Linked DNA regions of Sus scrofa: region 1 is linked to region 2. The links are chromatin contacts, called in public Hi-C maps. All regions are on one chromosome and are shown on one strand. The core of a region is the stretch at or near the end of the contact, and the rest is flanking DNA. Distances in the headings are between cores, read along the strand shown.

Evidence for each region. A called contact is a pair of places that touch in the nucleus more often than the background predicts.
Region 1: a contact with region 2 is called in a Hi-C map of embryonic fibroblasts, with 5 times the contacts expected there. The contact joins the enhancer-like site here to the promoter of EPB41 in region 2. A contact is called at or near these places in 9 of 47 Hi-C or Micro-C datasets (brain, embryonic fibroblasts, heart right ventricle and 5 more).

What each region holds. Positions count from the first base shown.
Region 1 is chr6:87,329,832-87,334,581 of Sscrofa11.1, forward strand. No RefSeq gene overlaps it. Among named protein-coding and RNA genes, the nearest start is that of MATN1, 19 kb to the right of the region's middle. Within about 2 kb of position 1,365, at least 9 of the 83 cell types and tissues checked have an H3K27ac peak or open chromatin away from gene starts, as enhancers often do. A contact at or near this core is called in embryonic fibroblasts and omental adipose tissue, where this site is marked.
Region 2 is chr6:85,839,684-85,844,674 of Sscrofa11.1, forward strand. EPB41 (protein 4.1) reads left to right here and starts at 2,855. Exons shown (of 17, transcript XM_021095721.1): 1 at 2,855-3,019. LOC106510640 (a long non-coding RNA gene) reads right to left here and starts at 2,172. Exons shown (of 3, transcript XR_001309282.2): 1 at 680-2,172.

The DNA.
Region 1 (4,750 bases), core at 115-2,614, 1.5 Mb after region 2:
CCTCAGCCCTATCCACACCCACTTGGCGGCCCAAATCTGCTCATGTCCCTCCCCTGCTCACACCCTGCATAGCAACTGTCACACTCAGATAACATCCCAACCCCCTGGCATGGCCCCTGCTGCCCCCAAACCACTTACTGGATGGATGGATGAATAGATGAGTATAGATGGTGGATAGATGGATGATAGATAGACCAATGATACATGGATGGTGGATGGATGGATAAATAGATGGATGGATGAATAGATGAGGATAGATGGTGAATGGGTGAATGATGGATGGATGGATGGACAGATGAGGATAGATGGTAGGTGGATGGATGGATGGATGGATGGATGGATGGATGGATAGATGAGCATGTCAAGAACAACAGAGCTGGTTCAAACTACACCTGCCCCAAATTACACCAAACTGTCCCTGCCTGACCAGCAGGTCTTCACCCCACAGGACGATGGAACCTCACCCAGGATGAAGCTTGACTGTTCTGGGGACTTGACCTGCCTTTTTGGTTGCTCCTCTGAGCTACACCTCTTGTGTGGTGGGTCTCTTGGTTTCAGTCTACAGTTAAGGATATGGGGGCGCCAAGAGGCTGCGTCAGTGCCCAGCAGGTGGCTGAACTGGCCCAGAGCAGTGAATGTGAGATGGGCCCCCCTCATGGGGCTATGCCAAGAACTGGGAGACAAGCTCTCCAGAAGCTGAGAGACACAGGTCACCTGACCCAGAATAAGCTCCTGATGATACAGTGATACTAATACTACTGCTAATGCCACCACTGCCACCACGGCTCTGGGCCAGCCCTCCCCTTCCTCACCCTGTCTAAACCCCGTTAGACCAGCTGCCACTACTCACCCCACGTTACAGAGGATGAAACAGGCTCACGAGGTGCAGGTCCCCCTCCGGATCCAGGGGAGGCCCCAGAGCTCACTCACGGGCCCCCTCAGTGTCTCCCGAGCTCCGGCAGCTTCTCTGACCCCCCTGCGCGTTTGCCGCCTCCACCCACCACTTACACAACATTGATTTTGATTCAATCAGTCCCTTTAAATGGACTTGAAATGGCCTCCTTCTTTCAATTTGCCTCACCCTGAGCAATAACATCCGTGAAATCAGGGGGTTAATGCCTTAATTGCTTAGGATTTTTCTCTGATACCATTTTAAATAAACACATGACTGGTAAAATATAAAATATGAGTGTTTGTCCATGTACCACCCGTAGTCACCTCTCAGACCCCCTCACCCTGGGAGACTCCAGAGCTGCTGCTGGAGGGGCAGGGAGGCGGGGGCAGGGGGGTAGAGGAAATGGCATCTGAGTGAGTGGACACAGCCTGGCCTCTCCCAATCCAGCGCAGCCTGGGGCAGTTTCTTTTTCCTCCTCCCCACCCGCATCTGCTGGCACAGGGAAATACCATGGCAGCTGGAGGGGGCCCAGCTCATCACAGGCTCCAGGAGGGAAGACCTCCCCTGGGGGGTAAGGGACCAAAAGTCTGTGATGTCCCCATGGGAATGCCAATGGCATTGCTGACAACGTCCCCTCCCCCAGTCGTGGCTCCTGGAAGAAGCCCCAGCTTGGGGCAAAATTCCTGGCTCTGCACTAGAGACAGAAGTGAGGCTGGGAGGGACTGCTGGCCCCGGGCCACGGGCTCCTGCCAGGAATGAAAGCGGGAAACTGCAAGGGAAAATCTGATACTAAGAAAAGGGAAAAATCCTTCCCCAGTGTGGCCACACGCCCAGGCAGCAGCTGTGCCAACCATGGCAGCCAGGGCGGAGGGAGGCGGTGGGCACAGAGGCCTCCAGGTGGGAGTGAGGCTGCAGGACCCGGCAAGGAGTCCAGAAGGGGATGTGGCCATGCGGGACAGGGCCCAGACACAGAATCAGTGGGGCCGGGACCCCAACCTGTGAAGGGGTTTCCTCCTGGAGGAAGGAAGACAGCGACCACGTGGGGCAGACAAGCCTGGGTTCAAATCCCAGAGCCTCTACTTGCCTCTGCAAGTCCCTTCTGCTCTCTGAGCCTCACTTTACCCAACCTGTGCAATGGGGAGAGTCCTAGCTCCCCAAATGGTTCAGAGGAATAAACGAGGTTAGACTCTTAGCACAAGGCTTAGCTCGGAGTGGGCACGGATATGTTAGTTGTTCACAGGTCTATATTTATAAATTACTACATATATATAAAGATTACTATAATATAAATTATTATTTATATATAACTACTATGTATAAATTACTATTTTTATATAAATACTATTTATAATTACTATTTATATATACATTACTATTTATATACATAAATTACTATTTATATAATAATATGTTTATATTTTATCTTAATATTTATTATTTGCATGATTATAGTATTTCTTCTTTTAATTTATATGTCATAAAGTAGAACATCTATTAAGCACAAGTTTAAGTATAATCATCTACTCTTTATACTTTAATATACCATAAATCACTTTTTTTTTTCTTTTGGCCACAACATGCAGCAGTTTGATGTGAGATCTCAGTTTCCAGACCAGGGACTGAACCTGAGCTGCCGGTGGAAGTGCTGAATTTTTAGACCAGCAGGGAACGCGGTATAAATTACTTTTTTTACTACCACTAAGAAGCGAGGGAACCGAGGGAGCTAGGATGTTCTGTGCGGCCCAGATGCCCTCATGCTTCCCACATTCACTCTGTCTGCGTGTCCATCAAGGCCCGGGAAGCAGAGCTGAGCTTGTTCTGGGGCACATCTGAGCAGAGTCACACCCACTCGGGCCAAATGTGTTGGAGCTGTTAGGGTGCTACAGTTCCAGGTTCAGTCCCAGGGTTGACGTCCCCTCTACATGCCTGGCACAGCCCAAGATGCCACCCATGAAATGAGGGTCCAGGCAGTAGAGGACTTGCCACGGTCACACGGGGCCTTTGGGTGGAGATCTACTCCCAGGATCCAGGCACAGGCAGGGTGGCCAGTGTCTAGACCATCCCTGCGCACTCCACACACCCCGTCCCTGAGCAGGGCAGCCCTCACACTTTATAAAAAGTGGGGACAGACAGAAAGGAGCCACTTCAGGCCCTGGAACCTGAGGGGCCCTGGGAGGGGACAGGTCCTGACAGGTTAGCAGGTTTTCCATGCGGAGGAAAGGATAGTAGTTTATCTCAGGAGCTGCGGCTCCTCCTTGGAGCCCCGGGGGGAGACCCAGGACTGAGACGCGGCTCCTGGACCTGAATCCCACAGAGATGCAGCTCCCATCTCGAGCCCCTTGGACTCTCGCCCCTCGCTCAGCACTTACACACCGTCTCCTTTCAGTCTCCACGCCCAGCCAGGTGGGAACTGTTCTCCCCATTTCCCAGATGAGAAAACTGAGACCTAAAGGGGCAGTCACGGGCCTGACGCCACACAGCACATCGGGGACAGCAAGGGGACTCCCCCAGGTCCTTGGATGGTGGGGGCATCTGGGGACTCCCCAGTCACCTCTACTTCTTGGTCTCTTGCACACGGAGGCTGAAGTTATTTTGAAGTTGAAGACACTGCTACCCTGATCTGGGAAAAGAAGACTTGACCCCTGCCCACTGCAACAGGAGAGGGAAGGCGAACAGGAAGGTGCCTCCTGGGGGCGCTCTTACTTCACACCCCACCCTTCCCCAACCTTCAGGTCTGAGCTGCCACCTACGGTCCAGCAAAGCCTCTGGACAGGCCCTGGGAGACCAGAGGTGCCTCCAGCCCAGGCCCTTCACAGGGCATCTCGGAGCCAGCGGTAAGAGCAGGACAGTAACAACCATCTCAGAGAGACGCACACCCACAGGGGGCCCTGGAGAGGGGCCAATGACCTCCTTGGGAGCCTCTGTGTGCAGGAGGGAGGGGGCAATTTAAAGAGATTGGATTAGATGCTACTGAGTGTGACAAGTGACAGAACTATCCCAGCTCCCAGTAAGGATTCCTGAACCCCACCCCCCCAGCCAGCCTGGCCACCCCATTCCTGGGCTGATGGTGCCATCGTGTGGCCAGATCCCTCCATAGCAGCCCCAGGTCTGCGATTCCAGCCCCTCTAAAATCACTTAACTCCAGGGTCCAAGGCAGTCCTTGAGATCTTCTTGCCAAGGGTCAGGGGTCCATTTCACAGGCAGGGAAACTGGGTCACCCAGGCAGCAGCAAAGGGTGAGGGAGAACAGCAGACAATTTATCGCACAACATGCTTGGGCAGCAACTAGATCCTACTGCACCTAGAATGTTCAACTACTTTGAAGGTTATCTTAGAGGTAATAGGGAGCCATAGAAGGTTCTTAGGCAGGGGTGTGACCTGATCAGATGTGCACTGTAGAACCGACATGTTGGTATCAGTGTACAGAATGGCAAAGAACAAGGCAGGACAACCAGTTGAACTTCTATGCTCCCACTCTGTGGAGAAAGGACTAGGAACCCCCTTTCATCCTAGTGGGTCTGAGCCTCAGAGATGGAAGGTTCTGGAAAAAGTCCTAACTTTAGAGCCAGAGATTCAAAGGCTCAAATCCCAACCATGCTGCTTATCGGCTGGGTGATACTCTGTTTCCCTGTTTGTGAAAACAATGTATTTAAAATATCACTAAGAAGTTTGAATTTGAGGCATTCCCATGTGGCTGAATGTGTTAACATACTGTCCGTGGGGATGTGGGTTCAATCCCTGGCCTCATTCAGTGGGTTAAGGATCCAGCATTGCTGAAGCCGCGGCAGAGCCCACAGATGCAGCTCAGATCCAGCATTGCTGTGGCTGTGGCGTAAGCTGGCAGCTGCAGTTCCAA
Region 2 (4,991 bases), core at 1,605-4,104:
AAAGACTACCCTCTGCCTGTAACCTTCATGCCTTCTATTACTTTTGAGCTGTGTGACCCTGGGCTGTCACTTCTGCTCTTAGGCACCCTTCAGAACATGTTAAGGATCCCATAGGATCAAATGAGAGAATGCAGGTAATAACAGTGATGCCTCTGGAGGCCTCCCAAAGCGAATATCTCAGGGAACGAATGACTCCCTGAGTCTGGGGTGGGAGGTGGAGACTTCACAGGCAAGGCAGTAGGGCAGGGGGCCTCCAGGCAGTGAGAGCAACTGCACCCCAGCACCCACCTCCCGCCCCCCAACCCAGTGACTTTTACCCACACAAGCGTACAAGTCACCTCAACAAGAAGCCCAAGCTGTCTCGGCAGACACGGCCCTGGGCAGGGCCTGGGGGAGGTGGGGGAGAGGGAGGCAGGGAGGCGGGAAGGCGGGGTGGAAACCTGTTTATATGGCAGAGGGAGCCAAACACATTGAGAGTCACGCCCTCTGTACAAACTCACCAACGAGGGCACCCTGTCACACCCATAGATTCCCCCCTCCCCCCAAATACACAGAAAAGAGACACACGCACAAGATCAAGATCATAAGCACATTCCCACAGGTACGTCCCACGCACGACCTCAAAAACACAGAACCCTTCCTGGCCACCCCCACCACACACACATTCCCAGGCACACACACTTATCAGGTCGGGGCAGGCGTTGTCGCTGCTGAGTCACCCACAGGCTGCTCTTGCCTAACAGGGGAGGAGCCAAGTGCCCGCCCTGATCAACGAGGCGGGGCGGACCGGCTTGCGGGGCTCCTTAGAACAGCCCAGTCTGGCCGCTGCGGGATGCTCCTGGCCCCGCCTCTTCGATTGAGGACGAGAGTCCGAAGAGGAGGCATGGGGGTGGGGGAGGGAAACCCCTTTTGCTGAGGCTAAATTAAGGCATTCACAGCCAGCTCTCTCTTGGGTGCACGAATACATGTGGGAGCAATTAAAAAATAATGCTCGCTCCATTACTGGGTATTTGCATATGTATTTTCACATACTCATTTAATTTTCGAAACAGCTCCACATGAAGTTAGGGCTATGATTAATTCAGAGGGAAAGTGATTTGCCCAGAGGTACAAAGCTGATAAGATGAAGAGCTTGGACTCAGTTGCCTCCAAATCCCAAACGCTAACCACTGGGCAATACCATCTGGTGGGCAGGTGAGCGTGTGGACAAGTGAAAGGTGTGCTAATAGTCTTTGGGAACCTGGGTGTGACATTTTTCCCTATGGATTCCACTGGGCTAGGGATTGAAAGGGTCTCGAGTGTTTAGATTTCCATCAAAGGAATTAAAGTTTCTCTGGGGCATTAGAGTCTGCCCATCTTTGTTGGAATGCCACCCCCAGATCTAGGGACCGAGTCAGCTCCTCCTCTGCTAGATTGTGAGCCTCTTGAAGGCAGAGATCAGGGCCCTGAAACTGTCAACAAGACTCAGAGGAGGCTTCAGTGAATTTGGGGGGCAAAACATGAATTTATGACCTTGATATAACATTAACATCAATAATCATAATAAATGCTAACACTTTTTGGATGCTCACCCTGAGACTGGCACTGTTCTTAGTATTTTACCTGGATTATTTCATTTAATGACAGGCAGCTTGTAAGTGCCAATGCTGGGGACTGAGACCCAGGCAGTCTGATTTCAGAGCCCATCTAATTGGAAGACCACTGAAGTCATAGGAAGTCATTTGTCCTTAGTAGGCTTCAGTTTGCCCCATCTGTCCCCAAAGGGATTAGCTCTCCATGGCTCTCCAACCTGAAAAATTCTATGATTCTATGATTCTGTGATTCCTCAAAGTGGAAAGGGGATTAGGTATGTTCTCTGTGGGTAGAACTCTTAAAGGGCAGATTTGGCCATAAACTTTGAATGAGCTTTTGAAGTTTCAGGACGTTTTTAAAATGAAGGAGGCCTGCCTGGAAGATGGTGAGCTTCCTGTCATTGGAGGTATGTGAGCACAGGTCTGGAATAAGGTAGAGAGGGGAGGGGACATGGACCAGTAACCACACAAGCCCCTTTTAGCACTGATCAGATGGGATCAGGAGGGGGAAAATCTTTGAGAAGAGTGGCAAGGAGTTGCCCTCATGGCTCAGGGGTAAAGAATCTGCCTAGTAACCATGAGGATGCAGGTTCTGTCCCTGAACTCCTTCAGTGGGTTAAAGATCCACTGAGCTGAGCTGTAGCATAGGTCCCAGACGCAGCTGAGATCTGGCATTGCTGTTGGTAGGCCAGGAGCTACAGCTCCGACTGGACCCCTAGCTGGGAACCTCCATACGCTGCGTGTGAGGCCCTGAAAAAAAAAAAAAAAAAAAAAAAAAGAGTGGCAAGATGGGAATAAGGGGAATGAAAGCCCACATTTACTGAATGCCACCCACTGTGTGCCAGACCTGTGTTTGGCATTTAACATATACTGCTAATTCTCAGGAAGACATTCTAAGATTCATAGTTGAGGAAAGATTCAGAGACGTGACTCACTCAAGGTCACACAGGTGGGACAGGTCATCCAGGTGTCCTCGCCAGGGTTGCTTCCCTAGGTCCCCTATGACCAAATCCCTGTCTCCCTTCCAGCCCTTAGGGGTAGCACCACGTGGAAAATTGCATCATACTTTAGGCGTATGACGTCAGAATCCACACCAGCCAATCTAGGAACTCCCTCCCCAACCCTCCCCAGACCCAACGGGTGAGCCCTCGACCGCCCACAGCTGGCCGTACCATCAGGCCGCACCTGCAGGCCCCGCCCCTTCCCGGTTGCGACATTCACTCTGTCCTGCCCCGTTCGCCCCGCCGCCCCACCGAATGGCAGTTGTCTGCGCCTATCAGAAGGCGCCCCGGGTCGGGGGCGGGGCTTCAAGCCAGAGTTGCCCTGTCAGTGCAGGTGGAGGCCCCCGGCGGGGCAAAGTGGCAGGAACCTCTTAAAGGGCGAGAGCGGCGGAGGGCGAGAACGCGGTCCGGCCCGGCCCGGCCAGGTCTCCGCCCGGTCCGGCCCAGGTGAGCCTGGACCGCCTGGGGGGCGACCCCGGGCCCCCGGGAGGGACGGGGTGACAAACAGATGGACCTGTGCCCAAGGGCCCAGGCCGTCCCACGGGAGGGGACATATCTGGTTCTAAGGGTCGGGGTCGGGGGCTCTAGGAGTCCCGAGTTCCAAGTTCCGAACTGGAGGTCCATAGGGGCCTGGGCGTCTCGAAGTTCAGGGTGCAGGGAGGGCAGGGGCGACAGGAAGGGGGTCCTAGAGCTCGCGTCCGAAGCTGGACGCTTGGCGTTGGCGGTCCCAGCGGGTCCCGGGTCTGTCTGCGGCGGGGGTCCTGGGTTGGGTGCCAGCCGGCGGGTCTCTGCGGAGTGCTGCAGCACAAGCGCTCCCCCCACAACCCCGCCCTGTCAGGCCCCGCGTGCTCCTGCCGGGCAGGCTGCAGCGCCCGCGGAGCAGGCGGGCGGGCTGGCGGCGCACAGCGGGAAGGGGCACCCGGCTCCGGGGCCCCTGGATTGCTCTGGCTCTTACGTAACTGACTTTGAGTTTCCGGACTCAGGGACCCGAGAGCTGGGGCGCCGGCTCTGCCCGCCAGGGTGGCTCTCCGGTCGCCGCCCCGGCCGCACATGCTCTCTTCCAGGCGTGGTCTAGGGGACTTCTCTCTCTGCGTCTCTGATCTGCCGGACTCTGTCGGGCTCTGGTTCCGGCTTCTGATTCTCATCCCCCGGGTCCTTGTGACTCATCTCCTCTCTGCATGACCCAGTCTTTCCCTGCCCCTGTCCTCTGGCTTTCTCGAAGAGTTTTCTGCCCTCACCTACACTTTCCAGCACACCCCACCTCTCTGGGGTAGCATAGGACTTCTCCAGCAAACTGGAGGCGGGAATTTGTCCAGACCGACCTCAGCCCAGCCCCGGAAGGACTGGGGGTGGGGGGGACTATCACGAAGGGTTGGAGGAGGTTACTCCCAGTGCGCAGCTTCTCCTGGTTGAATGTGACCCCTCAAGTTCCCGGATTAGGGAGGAAGGCAGCCCCTTCTCTGCTTCTGGAGCCCTTTTCTCCAGGAGGAGGCTTGGGGAGAGCCTTACCTAGGCTGGGACTTGGGAGTCCCTGTCTGGTGTCAGGGGCAGGGCAGCGGCTCAGATACTGAAGGGAAGAGAGGGGGGCCAGGAGAGAGGCCATAGCTCTGGCGCAGAGTCCCTGAAGTTGTGGCATGTCCCCAACCTTCATCCCAGTTACAGGCCTGGGGACCAGTCTTGACTGGAGGCTGGAGATGGGGAGGGTATCAACAGGAGGAGACCAGAGGACTTTTGCATGGGGGGAGGGGGAGGCTGGAGATAGACTCTCAGGTCTAAGGAGCACATACTGGAGTCACTTCCTGCCTTTCGGGCCCTTCGGAGTGTCAGAGAGACAGACACCCCTGAAATAACTCCTGTACCCTTCTGCTGTCAGGTGCATGTAAACAAAATGTTGTAGCAGCCAGGAGGTGGGAACTGTTAATTCTGACTAGGACTGTGGGAGGAGGGACTTTGCAGAGGGGCTGGAAGGTTTGGGAAGAAGGGGATCCAGAAGCTGTAGGGAGCAGAGAGGAGGAATAGAGGGGACCTCTGGTACTCTGTAGGCTTGGCATGCAGCAGAACTGGGTTTGAATCCTGGCCCTGCTACTTCCTTGCTGTGTGAGCTTGCATGAGTCACTTCACCTCTCTGAGCTCCAGGTGCCTCCTTGGTCAATAATCCAGGCATTAGCAGAATCAGATGAGGCAATGAGTGTGTGGTGTTCTAGGGTGGGGGTGTTTTCAGAAAGAAATGGAGTGGGGAAGCCCTGAGGTTTCCTCTGTGTATATAGGAGAGTCAGGCAGGGCCTGCCAGGTCCTAGCAGTGGGATGTGGGTGGAGTGCCTGGGTGTGTGGTGGCACCTGTCTGTCTCTCGATCAGCCCATCTCTGAACTGCCTAGGCCAGGCTGGCCTCCCTTCTGAAGGCCCCAGGTGCCAATAGAA